3 separate regions of the Sus scrofa genome follow, and all the other regions are linked to region 2. The links are chromatin contacts, called in public targeted proximity ligation maps. All regions are on one chromosome and are shown on one strand. The core of a region is the stretch at or near the end of the contact, and the rest is flanking DNA. Distances in the headings are between cores, read along the strand shown. Region 1 has its middle 89 kb from the start of RMDN2. Region 2 has its middle 73 kb from the start of CDC42EP3. Region 3 has its middle 72 kb from the start of RMDN2.

Region 1 (4,399 bases), core at 574-3,073, 210 kb after region 2:
ACTCCTCAGCAATGAAAAGGAATGAACTCTATTATTAGTTATAATAGCATGGATCAATCTCAAAATAGTTATTCTGAGTAAAGAAGTCAGACTAAAAAGAGGCTATATTGTTTGATGGTTCCAATTATATAAAATGCTAGAAAATAGAAACCAATCTATAGTGACAGAAAGCAGATGACTGGTTGGTTGCCTGGGCATAGCGCTGTGGGCCAGAGAGAGGTAGGAGTAAGGGATTGCGGGGTACATTAGGAAACCTTTGGGGTGATAGCTATGTTCATTATTGATTGTGGTGATAGCCTTATGGCTATAGATATACATCAAAACTTACTAGATTGTGGAGTTCCCTTCGTGGCTCAGTGGTTGACGAACCCAACTAGGATCCATGAGAACACAGGTTCTATATCTGGCCTCACTCAGTGGGTTAAGGATCCCGTGTTGCTGTGAGTTATGGTGTGGGTCACAGACATGTCTCGGATCCCATGTTGCTGTGGCTATGGTGTAGGCTGGCAGCTGTAGTTCTGATTGGACCCCTAGCCTGAGAAACTCCATATGCTGCAGGTAAAGCCCTAAAATAGCAAAAAACAAAAAAACAAAATTCCCAATCTATCCCACTCCCTCCCCCCTCACTCCCCCCCCCACCCCGGCAACCACAAGTCTGTTTTCCATGTCCATGATTTTCTTTTCTGCGGAAAGGTTCATTTGTGCTGTATATTAGATTCCAGATATAAGTGATTTAAAAAAAAAAAACTTACTAGATTGTACATGTTAAATATGCGTGGTCTATTGATTACTAATCATTGTTAATAAAGCTATTTAAAAGTTTAAAATATATATATATATAGCACTTGGTGCTGTGCTGGCATACATTCTGCTCTCAGTCAGTGGGGCTATTTTTATCTTTTTCACACTGGGCTACTGGGCTTCACTCTCACCTGTTTCCATAATAACAGGAGTTAATGACATCCTGATTCTGTGATGTGTCCCACATGGACTCCATCCAAAAACTAAGGGAACCTCAAGTGTTCAATGGAACAAGAGCCATGTAGAAAGAGATTTAAAAATGGGTTGGGTACCCCCTCAACCAAGTGACACTTCCTGGAAAACATGTTACAATCTCTGTTGATGGAAAAAAAAAAAAAGCTTCCTGAAATAGATTTCTGATAACGCCTGTAATTCTGACAGCACATTTTGGCCTGTTTTCTTGCTGTGTCTAGACTGAAGAATTGTTCCAGCTCAGTTGCACAGCCAGAAAATAATACAAGTGACACACAGAAGCAGGTTCTCTGACTCCAAAGCAGGGGTCTTTCCCTCAGTGCTTCCCTTGGCAATTCCTCTGTGTGAGTCTTTGGGCCATGAACTGGCTTGAATTAGGGATAGAGATGGTCTCCAATGGGATAGCAGTATTTATGGGACTTGCCAAAACTCCAACAGGCACCTTGGGAATTCCTTTTCGTTTTCCTAGGTGATCTGCCAAAAATATGACCTCTTCTATCTTCCTCTGAACCAAGCTAACTTAAGCTCCCTTCTAAAACACTGAGGTGTTGGGGAGGGAGAGGATAGTGACTTAAGGAATCATGCCAGTGTTCCCAGAGTCCTTGGACATGCTTATGGATTGGCGTGTCCTTCTCCTACCTCCCATGAACAGAGGGATCAGCCTTGGTTGTTAAGAACTTCTCCTCCAGCAGCATGAGGAAAACATAGCCAGTCTGGTGGCCTGGGCCCAGACCTGGCCATAAAAAGGGATCTCATACCATTAGCAACTTCCTTTTCACAGTTCGTTAATGTGAAATGTCTTGGCAGCTGAAATGACAATGGGGACTCCTTCCTCATCAGTGATTTCACAGGGTTGGGAAACACCCCGTCCCCAGAGCAGCCATGTTGCAGCTGTATTTGCTGCTTAGTTTGTGGCTCTGACAATAGGAAGTTGAGATGCTGGAAAATGCTGGTAGCAGTGGTCAGCTGGCAACCAGATGGCAAGTTGAAATTAACTTTACATGGCAGGTCTAGTGGATACACTAGTTGTATCTGGATACCTAGCTTTGTCCACATCACTAGAAAGCTCTGCTACCAAGGCTGAGCTGGAGATAGTGGAGTAAGCTGAGGAGCCTTAGATGGCCTCAGTGAAGAGATGTGGGGGGTGTGTGTATATGTACACACATATATAAATATATATACACATATGTGCAAAATATAAATAAATGCATTTATTTTTACTCTTATGTTGTCTATCTTCCAAAGAGAGTGGAAAACACAATTATACTAGCCCCTGAGCAGGCTGTCGTCATGAGGTCAGGACATGAAGTTCTATCTAGTATGTTTTCTGGGAGAAGTGACTATTATTTCACAAGCTAAGACCAGAGCTGGAAAATAATAGCTCCCAAGGTCATTTGAAATATATACTCCTTTAAAGACAAAAACAGAGTGTGCGACCCTGCTGACTGAGTCTCTCTATTGGTGCCTAAGACGACATCCTGATGTCATGCTGTATGTTTGAAAATTAAGGCACTGACCTACATTAAACTTCAAGGTTTGTTTTCCTTCTGCGTTGGGTCTCTTGATTTAATTATCAATAGGCAGTGCTCACTCCAGCCCCACCTCTGGCTCCTTACCAAGTAGAAATTGAACGATAGAGGTAAAGGTGGTCTGGTGTAGGGTTTTAACTCTTCTATTTGCCTGGGACAGATTGGCAAGTGTCCTCCAAGAGGCCGCCAGCGACCTGAATCCTGGTATTCATACCCTTATGTAGTTCCCTCCCCTTGGTTATTAACTTGCATCTAGCAAATACAGAAAAATGATGGGATGTCAATTCTGAGATTATCATAAAAAGATGTGGCTTCCAGCTTGAGTGCAAACTCTCTCACACTTTCTCAGAATCTGACTCTGTCTCTCTGAGCACTCCTTCTGTGAGAGTTACCTGTCATGTTGTGAGTTAGGCTGGAGGAGAAAGGACAGCGACCTGCCAATAACGCATAGGTGAGCGTGGAAGCAGATTCCCTCTCCCTTGTCCCCTTTCAGGCATTCAGATGAAACCATAGCTCTGGCCAACAGCTTGCTGCAACTTCAGAGAGACCTTGACCCAGAGACATTCAGTGAAGCTGTACCCAGATGCCCGATCAACAGATACTCTAATAAATGTTTTGTTGTTTGAAGATACTAAGGTTGGTGGTTTGGAGGCAGGGTGGAGGGGTGGTCATTTGTTAAGCAGCAGTAGATAACCAATATGGGTTAATGCTGACAAGGTGATTTCCCCATTAACCACTGAGTGGGTAGGCCAAGTCATCACCAGACTCAGTGGAGAGTACACTTGAGTTGTAAATGAATCCTGATTTTGAGGGGTTTTTCTAAACTTGAGTAGTAGAATCACTGTGTATACTCATCAGATGCATGTTTACCACTGGCTAGAATGGTTTAAAGATAGTCCTGGTCCAGAGGCCAGGTCTACCACAGACTTACTAAAATAGAATCTTTAGGGTGGGACCTGGATCTGTATTTTTGGAAAATTATCCTGGTAATTTTGCTGTTTCATTCATTTTGGAAATCCCTGGAATAAATGACCTTTCCAGGTCGTGTTCTATATTGGCTCCCCATGGTTCTCTGGGTAAGGGAGTTTCACATCTAGTGTTGGTGATGCCCATCAGTGAGCTTAGCATACCGAGCGCTCTTAATGTGAGTGTCAGCAATTTGTAGAACTCCCAAAATTAAGCAGTACCACAAAGGAATGCTTGTATTCCTGAGTCTATTCAAAGTAGTAATGGAGATTCTAGCATAATTCTACAAATAGTTTGTTCTCTGACAACTCAAACATCAATGATGTGTTGCTCAAGTTAACTGTTTTCAGAGACATCGTGGTATGGGGAAGGAGATACTGAGGTTAGGGTCAGAACTGGGGTTAGGTGTTGGTTCCTCTGCTTTGCAGGTGTGTGACCTTGGACAAGTTAACTAATCTCTCTGAACATATTTCTTTTACATTTTAACGTATTTTTAAGAACTTTGTTATAGGTTTTTCTGACAATAAAATTAATACAGATGCCTTCTAAAAAAAGAGAACCTACAGAAAAAGTATTTTGAGGATTTCCCATTGTAGCTTAGTAGTAACAAACCTGACTAGTATCCATGAGGATGCAGGTTCAATCCCTAACCTTTCTCAGTGGGTTAAGGATCAGACATTGCCTTGGGCTACAGGATAGGTCACAGATGTAGCCCAGATCTGGTGTTACTGTGGCTGTGGCATAGGCCCCAGCCGCAGCTCCAATTGGACCCTGGCCCAAGAACTTCCATATTCCACAGGTGCAGCCATAAAAGGGGGAAAAAAAAAAAAAAAAAAGAAGAACATTGGGAGAAATATCTTTGTGTACAATATTTGTTCACATTATTTCCTGTTCCTTCCTTAGAAGTAACT
Region 2 (4,027 bases), core at 867-3,366:
GTGATGTGTTATTATATCATCATTGTTAGCTGACCCCATATTTTATTTGAATTTCCTTATTTGGAACCTAATGTCCTTTTTTTTTGTTGTTCCACGATATGTCATGCTGGATCCCACATGACGTTTAGTCATCATGTCTTCTCTCTTTAGGTTGCTCTTCCACTGTCATCTATTTTTTTTTTTTTTTAATTTCGTGTGTGTACCAGGTTGTGATGTAGTTTGTAGGTGCCAATCCTTCAAATGGAAAGCCACTGGTATACACCAAATTATACTTAGTTACCCCTTTAAGCTCATAACAATAATTGAACGGAAAATGTTAACAAATATGTCCACTATTAGAAGTAAATCTGATGCTAGTGTGTTACAGACAAAAAAAAAGAAAGAAAGAAAGAAAGAAAAGATAGCTATATTTACAGAAAATTGAAGAGCAAATAGCAGGCGTCTTAGAGATGGAGAGAATTTAGGCCTTAATACAATACAGGTCTATAGGGACCCATAGAGTTTTCAAAGCAAGCCCCAGTGTGTTTCCACTAGTGATGTTCATTTCTTTAAGGAATGTGGTTTGTCCTTAGTGACTCATAGCCACGACTTTTACTGATTCTTTTTTGAAGTGTCAGATGTGGTGAGTTGCCTGGGTCTAGAAAGAGTTTGGTACATAGGTTTGAGCTTCATAGGCTATTTCTCATGGGAAAGTCATTTGATGAGACTGAAGATGAAAGATTGCCCCGTCAGCTGTTTTAGGCCATACACAGATGGAATGAAGTAGGGAAGTCAGGGTGTGTGCATTTGTCATAATATTGAGTCCAGATAATTTAATATTAATTTCCTGTCTTATAGTTGGTGGAGAATAGGGAGTGGTAAGGTCAAAGGTGATCAGAAATCCTAAAGTATTTGTTAGTTCTGATAGTATAACCATTAACCCAACAAATTACTTGGGTTACTGTATTTAGTGTGTCCTTATAGACTTTGGAAAGGAGGCAGAAGAGAGACAGAGACAGAGAGACAGAAAAAAACAGATTCAGTGTTTCTGGCTACCCAAAAATAAAATCTCTATGGGGTAGACAAATAAGATTTGACTGGGGTAATTCATCTTTTATGTTTCAAGCCAAAGTGAACAGAATCCATAGACTTAGTGGCTGCAACTAAACAGGATTTGTGTGTATGTTTTTTAAAAATTAATTTCCTAAACTTTGGACCCCATCGTTGGAAGGAATTTTCAGAGACTTAATCTTTTCCCTGACCCCCTCTTAGGTAACTCAGTCACAACTGGCTGTTGACTATTTACTTTTTTTTTTATTTCCTAGGTGTTTTTCATTTTAGTAATTAAAATGAGGTTGGATAGATTACTTGGAAACGTTAAAATAGAACAATGATCATTCTAAATTGTAGCAATTGCTTGATTAAGCACGGATTGAAGATTTTGTGGTACGTTCGACTCATTCATATTTATTTCTCCTGGTTTCCCCCCCCCCCAACTTTGACTATTTTACTAGTTATGAAAATAAAGAGGGAAACAAACAAACAAAAAAATAGAAGTGAACCCATTCTGCATTGCCAAATGATCTGGTGGTTTGGGTGGGTAAACAAGGGACTTGAAAAGGCGAAATAATGCATCCATATTAGTGATAATGAACACACAGACACACACACAGACACACACACACACACTCACCCTTAAATCTCCAGTTAGGACAGACCTTGCCCTAACATCTCAGCACCTCCTTGGCTTTTCATATTTACTTTTAATTCATTCAAGATACTTTGCCGTTTCCAGTCTGCTAAGGCTTGGTATGTCCCTTGGGAAAGTAAATGACAAAAGACCACATGACTGTGGAGGGTAAACACTGCTGAAGGCTGCAGCTGCTGCTTAAAGGGTAATGTGCGGGCTGGTTAGAAGACAAGGCAGTATGTGGAGGAGAGGTTAGAGTAAGAAGAAACAAATTCTGCTCCTTCCCATTGCCTACATTTAGGTCTTCCAGGAAGCAGACACTAGGACAGAATTAGAAATGCATGACTTTTTTGAGGGGGAGGTGGAGGGAAGAGGCAGGGGAGGGAAGAGGAGACAGTGGGGAGGGCCTCAGGTCATGATGCAAATGTGACATATGAAGGCAGAGCAGGAAGGAAGAAGAATTGCGTGGTTAGAGCTTCGGACTGTGGGGCAACTCTGAGAAAGTCTTGGCTAGTTTATGGGGAGCCCTAAAGTAACAGATCCCACTAGAGAAATTCCTCCATTGGGTAGGAATGCCTGGCTTTAGTCTGCCTCCTACCCCACAGTTTATCATTGGCTAGGAGCTGCTCTGGAAACCGTGGGCTTGATATGAATGCTACAATGGATTTCAGAGCTTTGCAAATTGAAGCCAGACAGTTTAATACACTTCTCACTTAAAAATCTCTCTTAAAGGGAGATCTGAGCAGCACCTCTCATGGCTGCCATACCCATGACTCACATTAGTGTCAAAGGTCAAAAGAGGCAAAGACAGTTGAATCTAGTCTTGGATATATGCACCCTGCTATTGTCTCCCCACCTCCCTACTTTCCCTGCCCACTATAGACAATTACAGGAACCAAAAAATTAAGTTACAGTGCTAAGACTTTTCTTTCATCTCCCAAAATTCTAAGACATCTTGCAAAAGTTAGCTTGACCCAGTTCAGTTTCTTCCAGCTATGATATGTGGTCCAAAATCTATCTCTAACAATCTGCAGCATGCTGACTCAACTTGACAGAGACAGAAGCCTCTTGGCAGAAAGGAGTACTATCTCACTTCTCAGATCTGTATGGAAAGGGAAATTGATTCACTGATATTTTCATTCCTTTTTTTTTTTTTTTTTTTTTTTTTGGTGGCGCTGCTTTTAAGTGCTGGAGAATGTTGGTTTTTTATGACTCAAAAGCATAGTTTGTTTTTTTTTTGAAGGTGAAGCGTTAGTTTTAAGAATGGAAGAGAGTTAATCTCTCCTTGTTTCACAGTTTAAGTATGAAAATTGATTACACAGAGCAGGTGGTCCAGAATATTACAGTGAGGGAGCAGGACAGGAGTGCAAGTAAATCACAAGCCAAAAGGTAGTTTCTGAACACCACTCCTTAGGTAAATGCAGCTTTGCAAGGAGCCTTTCAGAATTAGGCTTCTTAAGTTCAGTTGAATCTGCTCATTTATTTTGACCAACATGTTCCCAGCTCCTTCTCATATTTTGTGTCTCTAGGTCTAGATAATAAGATTATCTTCACATGAGCGATAAATCGGAGGCTGACAAGTCACAGGCTCAAAGGGACATGAAATTTTACCTTCAGATTAACAAGGTCTCTCCCATAGTTTCAGCTTTTCCAGATGCAAATTCCAGAGATACTCCATAGGCAACCTCTCTGGCTATAGCACATGCAGGCATCCAAGGAACAGGTGATGCAGTTGATGCAAGAAAGATGGCTAAGCTTAAGCAGAGAAGGGATGGTGGAAGTGGGTGTTAGTGGAGGTTGGAAACCTTTGCAGGGAATCTATTCTATATGTTAGGCTTCCTGCTGCTCCTCTAAGCCGAGCTCCCTGGGGAAGTGATATCTAGAAAATAAAGGAGAGACAAAATTTGCTTAATTTATTTTAAACACACTGCTTGATTTCTTATAAGCTATTTTCATCTCTTTAAGATAAAGTTATATAGTCATGTCCTTTGCTTGCTACTGATTTCATTTTTATTGACAGCATGGTGGAAATCAGTGGTTGCAATGGCTTTCAAAATTGCTTTGGGGGAAAGCCCAGAAATAAATTGAAGCACCTATGGTCAACTAATGGAAGAAAAATAGTTGCTTCAGTGGTGCTAGGAAAACTGGAAAGATACATGTGAAAGAATGAAAGCACAAAAGTAAACTGAAAATGGATTAAAGACCTAAATATAAGGCTGGATAATATAAAACTCCTAGAGGAAAACATAGGCAGTGTTCTCTTCAACATAAATCACAGCAACATCTTGTTTGTTCCACCTCCTAGAATATATAATGACAATAAAGACACAAATAATCCAGTGGGACCTAATTAAACTC
Region 3 (4,081 bases), core at 77-2,576, 230 kb after region 2:
GGAAACTGGGGTGAAATGGACAGAACAAGAGTTTGTCCAAAGACCAAACATGACAGGAGGTTCCCACTGCTTGGAAATCTATCTGTGTGTTCCAGAGGCTTGCAGAACAAAGACCCACACATGGTTATTTTGGCAAGAAAAGGAAGGTTTAGATTATCCTTTTCCACCCCGTGAAAGTGGCCACCTAAGATGTGCATGCTGAAGGAACATCTGTTTTAGCACTAACAGAGCCTCGGCGAGGGCCTCCCTGTGGTCTTCAGAGCAGACACAGCACTAGCAATGGGAGACCCACAGCTGTTGATGCACACATAGTGACGGGTTTCATCTCTCCCTTTCATCTCAGTGTTTCTAAAGTGACAGTGGGCATTGAGTGTGCTCTGATGGGCTCCATTCCCACCAACTCCCACCAGCTCCCACCAGCAGCTTGCAATATCCCGTTAAGGCCACATCTTGCCTCCCTAAGGTGTTATTTTTGGAGAGGGCATTTGGGAAATGACAAAAGCAAAATTTCCATCATGAGCCTTTACACATCTTTCATGCATTGGGTGCTTGAGTGATGGAATTGGATCTGGTATCATCTACTGTGTGTAAAACAACTTCCTCCATCTGGAGCCCAGGTGTGCAGGTTCACCTCTGAGTCCCAGATAGAGATATCAGTGAGTAGTAAGGGCAAGACACATCCTGCTCACCTCCCTTTGTCTACAGAAATGATTTTTTCCTTTGATGTAGAAGGTCAAGATCTAATTTTATTTGTAGATCAAGGTTAGCTGCAATTGAACAGATGAACACACTAAGAATGTGTAAGATTTTGTAACTCCTTTTGAGCATTCAATATGACATAATGGTTAAGAGCTTGCATTCTGGAATCAGAGAGACCTGAGCTCAAATGCCAGCTTTGATTGGTTCTCTGTGTGACCTTAGGAAAGTAAAGCAATTTATCCAAGCTGCATTTTCTTCATCTATAAAGATAGTTATAGTTTTATAGGAGTATTATAGTGATGATTAAGAACACTTGTGAAAAAATAAAATAGGCCATTCACATCACAAAAGCACAATTAATTTATTACTCATTTAAGAAGCATGAACTTTCCACTACCCAACCCCTTTCCAAACATTTCCATCTAGAGCCGTTCATTCTGTCCTCTCCTGCTTTTAGAATGTCCTTATCCTAAACCCAACTTTCTCTAACCTTATCTTCTGATCTTTTCATTTTTATCTACCTTTTGGAGCCACACGTTAAAAGCAAATAATGGTATTGACTGGACCACTGCCTTGCACAGCTCTAAGGGATACCCTTTACATTGCAGTCTGTGTAAATGGCACCCCCTGGTGCCAGCCCTAAAGGAAAGGAGAATAAGGAGGATGGTGGGGAAGAAGAGTTGTAGAGAGATGGGCCATATCCTTTCAGTGAAAATCCCTGCAGAAGTAAGGATCACAAGAACGCGCCACCTTCTCCGGGTAAAGCAGCTACAACACTATCAACACATCTTAATAGAAGGTGATCTCACATCAAAGCACATTATCCTTGGAGTTCCAGTTGTGGCTTAGTGGTTAACTAACCCGACTGGTAACCATGAGGATGTGGGTTCAATCCCTGGCCTCGCCAGTCAGTTAAGGATCTGAGGTTGCCTTGAGCTGTGGTGTAGGTTGCAGAGTCAGCTCAGATCCCTTGTTTCTGTGGCTGAGGTGTAGGCTGGCAGCTACAGCTCTGATTCTGCCTCTAGGCTAGGAACCTCCACATGCTACAGGTGCAGCTCTAAAAAGTAAAAAAAAAAAAAAAAAAAAAAAATTGGAGGAGACGTGACAAGGGCGAAGGAGAACAGAACTTGACCTCTTGACCTCTTTGTTTTGCTAGATAAGTACTTAGGATGCCACTGACATACAAAGCAATCGTGGTACTGAGTCCTTGTGACGACTATTTTCTGGACAATGATTTTGGCCGTTAATCACATGTTATCCTGCAGTATCTCTTCAGTTGCCTTGAATTGTTTATTTCAGCTACTTTAGTTCAGTTTATTTTAGTTACTCTCCTCTTATTTATTTCACTTATTTGTGTCTTTTCATACTGCCTATATTGGGAGTTCCTTGAGGTATATCTGTGTTTTGAACATTTTAAATGACTCCTGTTAAGTCCGGCACAGTGTTGGAGTCAATAATAAAAACATGTCTAATTTGAATATTTAAGTAGACTCTTAAAAGTCTTACTAAAGTTTTACTAAAATTAAAAAATGGCCACTGCAGCAATAGAATAATTCTATTCTGTGTACCCCAGCACTCCTGGGTAAAGTACCCTTGAAGAAATGGCACTACATTCTTATTTGCTTAATGAATCATAATCCCCAAAGTACAAGCATGACACTTATGGGAGTTCTTAGTAATAACTCTTCACGAGCGGTTTTCTCACTCACAGTTTTGTATATGCAGTGATTTTCAGACAACACTCTGTGGAGTCCGTGGGGTTGCGGGGGATGTGTGGAGGGGCAGAAAAAGGGAGAGCAGAGGGTGGGACTCTGGTCAGCCCTCTACTTCACCCTGAACTGGTGCCCTTTAGCTGTTGGGACGTCTCTGTGATATTTCCTCGGGGGGAGGGGGGAGTTGAAAGTCATCCATTAAGCCACTCCTTGGTCACTTCAGAGTGGCAGGGAACATGATCACTTCCATGTTTTCTGCTCTGTAATGGATTTCTAGGTGAAGTGGATTTGAGCTTGGGTCAAAATCCGGTTTTTAATTGCCAAATTTGGCCCTAATACATTTAAAACTCTCACCAGTCCTGGTCTGAAGGGAAGGACCACACCATCCCTATCACTGTCCTGGTCAAGCCTTCCTCCTCCCCTACATCCCTAGCTGGATATGGAGTCACATCTGGAGGAATCCTGGGGATTTTGACAGACACCGTTTAAGAAGTGATGCCCATTTGTGATTTGCTTCAAGTTTGCAGGGAGTTCCTTGAGAACTCCAGTCCTCACCTCTTTTGATGATGGAAAGAAAAAGGGGCCTATTCTACTTTCTGAAAAGGAACTGGTGTGGGTTTTTCTTACTCAGAGATGATAGTCAGTTATCTAAAAATGGGTTATTGACTGCTCCTGGTTGATGATCTTCTCTGGGGAAATTTAGGGAGGAAAGGGACAGGGTGGGTAAACATATTTCCTTTCTTCACTTCTCAGCTAGATTTCTAGGGGTCCATAACAGGAGAGGCCAGGGTAGGACACTCCGATATCTACCTTGGTCTCCAAGATTATATTTTCTGACTGCCAGGCCTCCTCCAAGAGTCATATTTTAAGAAGAATTTAGGGCTCATCCCAAACTCTCATCATTTTATGTGCTATAAATATTTAGATATATCTTAACTCTGCTGGTCCATTGTTTCTGCAAGGTGGAGATAATAATATCTTTCACAGAGGGCATTTGGCCTGATGAAATGAAGATGGATGACAAATAATTAGGATAAGTATAGAATAATGTTGGGTGGGGTCAGTAGCAAAAAATTATTGACTAAGACCTGAACTCTGGAGTGCTAGGAAGGAGAGGGGTGAGGAACACTACATGGTGAAAATGTCATCACACTAGAAAAGAGGACTTTGCTATGATGTCTTCACCCCCACCCTACACACACATACACACACACACACACACACACACTTGTGGAATAGCAAGAAAAAAATTGAACTATGGTCAATACAAAAAAGTACAATAACTGAAATATAAGGAACTGTTCCTGTTTTTCTTTTCTTTCGGTGTTATAATAAATCAAACCAAGCCATGACCAATAAAAACAAACAAGCTTTCTTACAAATCTATGTTAGTTGCACGTAATACACCAGGAAAGAGGAGATTCTCTGAAAGCAATTTTAATTAAGAAATGTATCTTTTCAGTTTGAGGGATTCCACCCAATTCGATGTTTTCAACTGCATTTAAGGGAACTCAGATGTATTGAGTGTCTCCTGTCTGTGGTGCTATTAAATTCAGAGTAGGGTTAAATGCAATAAGTCCCTCCAAGTCAGTTAGATTTCTTTATTTCTCTGCAACTAATCTCTGCAACTAATCCTCATAAATCCTCATCCTTCTGGGCCAGAGGGCAGG

What was found.
Region 1: a targeted proximity ligation map of alveolar macrophages shows a contact between it and region 2. A contact is called at or near these places in 1 of 47 Hi-C or Micro-C datasets (embryonic fibroblasts) and 1 of 2 datasets of targeted methods (alveolar macrophages).
Region 3: a targeted proximity ligation map of alveolar macrophages shows a contact between it and region 2. A contact is called at or near these places in 1 of 47 Hi-C or Micro-C datasets (embryonic fibroblasts) and 1 of 2 datasets of targeted methods (alveolar macrophages).

What each region holds. Positions count from the first base shown.
Region 1 is chr3:102,394,370-102,398,768 of Sscrofa11.1, reverse strand. No RefSeq gene overlaps it. Among named protein-coding and RNA genes, the nearest start is that of RMDN2, 89 kb to the right of the region's middle.
Region 2 is chr3:102,609,895-102,613,921 of Sscrofa11.1, reverse strand. No RefSeq gene overlaps it. Among named protein-coding and RNA genes, the nearest start is that of CDC42EP3, 73 kb to the right of the region's middle.
Region 3 is chr3:102,377,231-102,381,311 of Sscrofa11.1, reverse strand. No RefSeq gene overlaps it. Among named protein-coding and RNA genes, the nearest start is that of RMDN2, 72 kb to the right of the region's middle.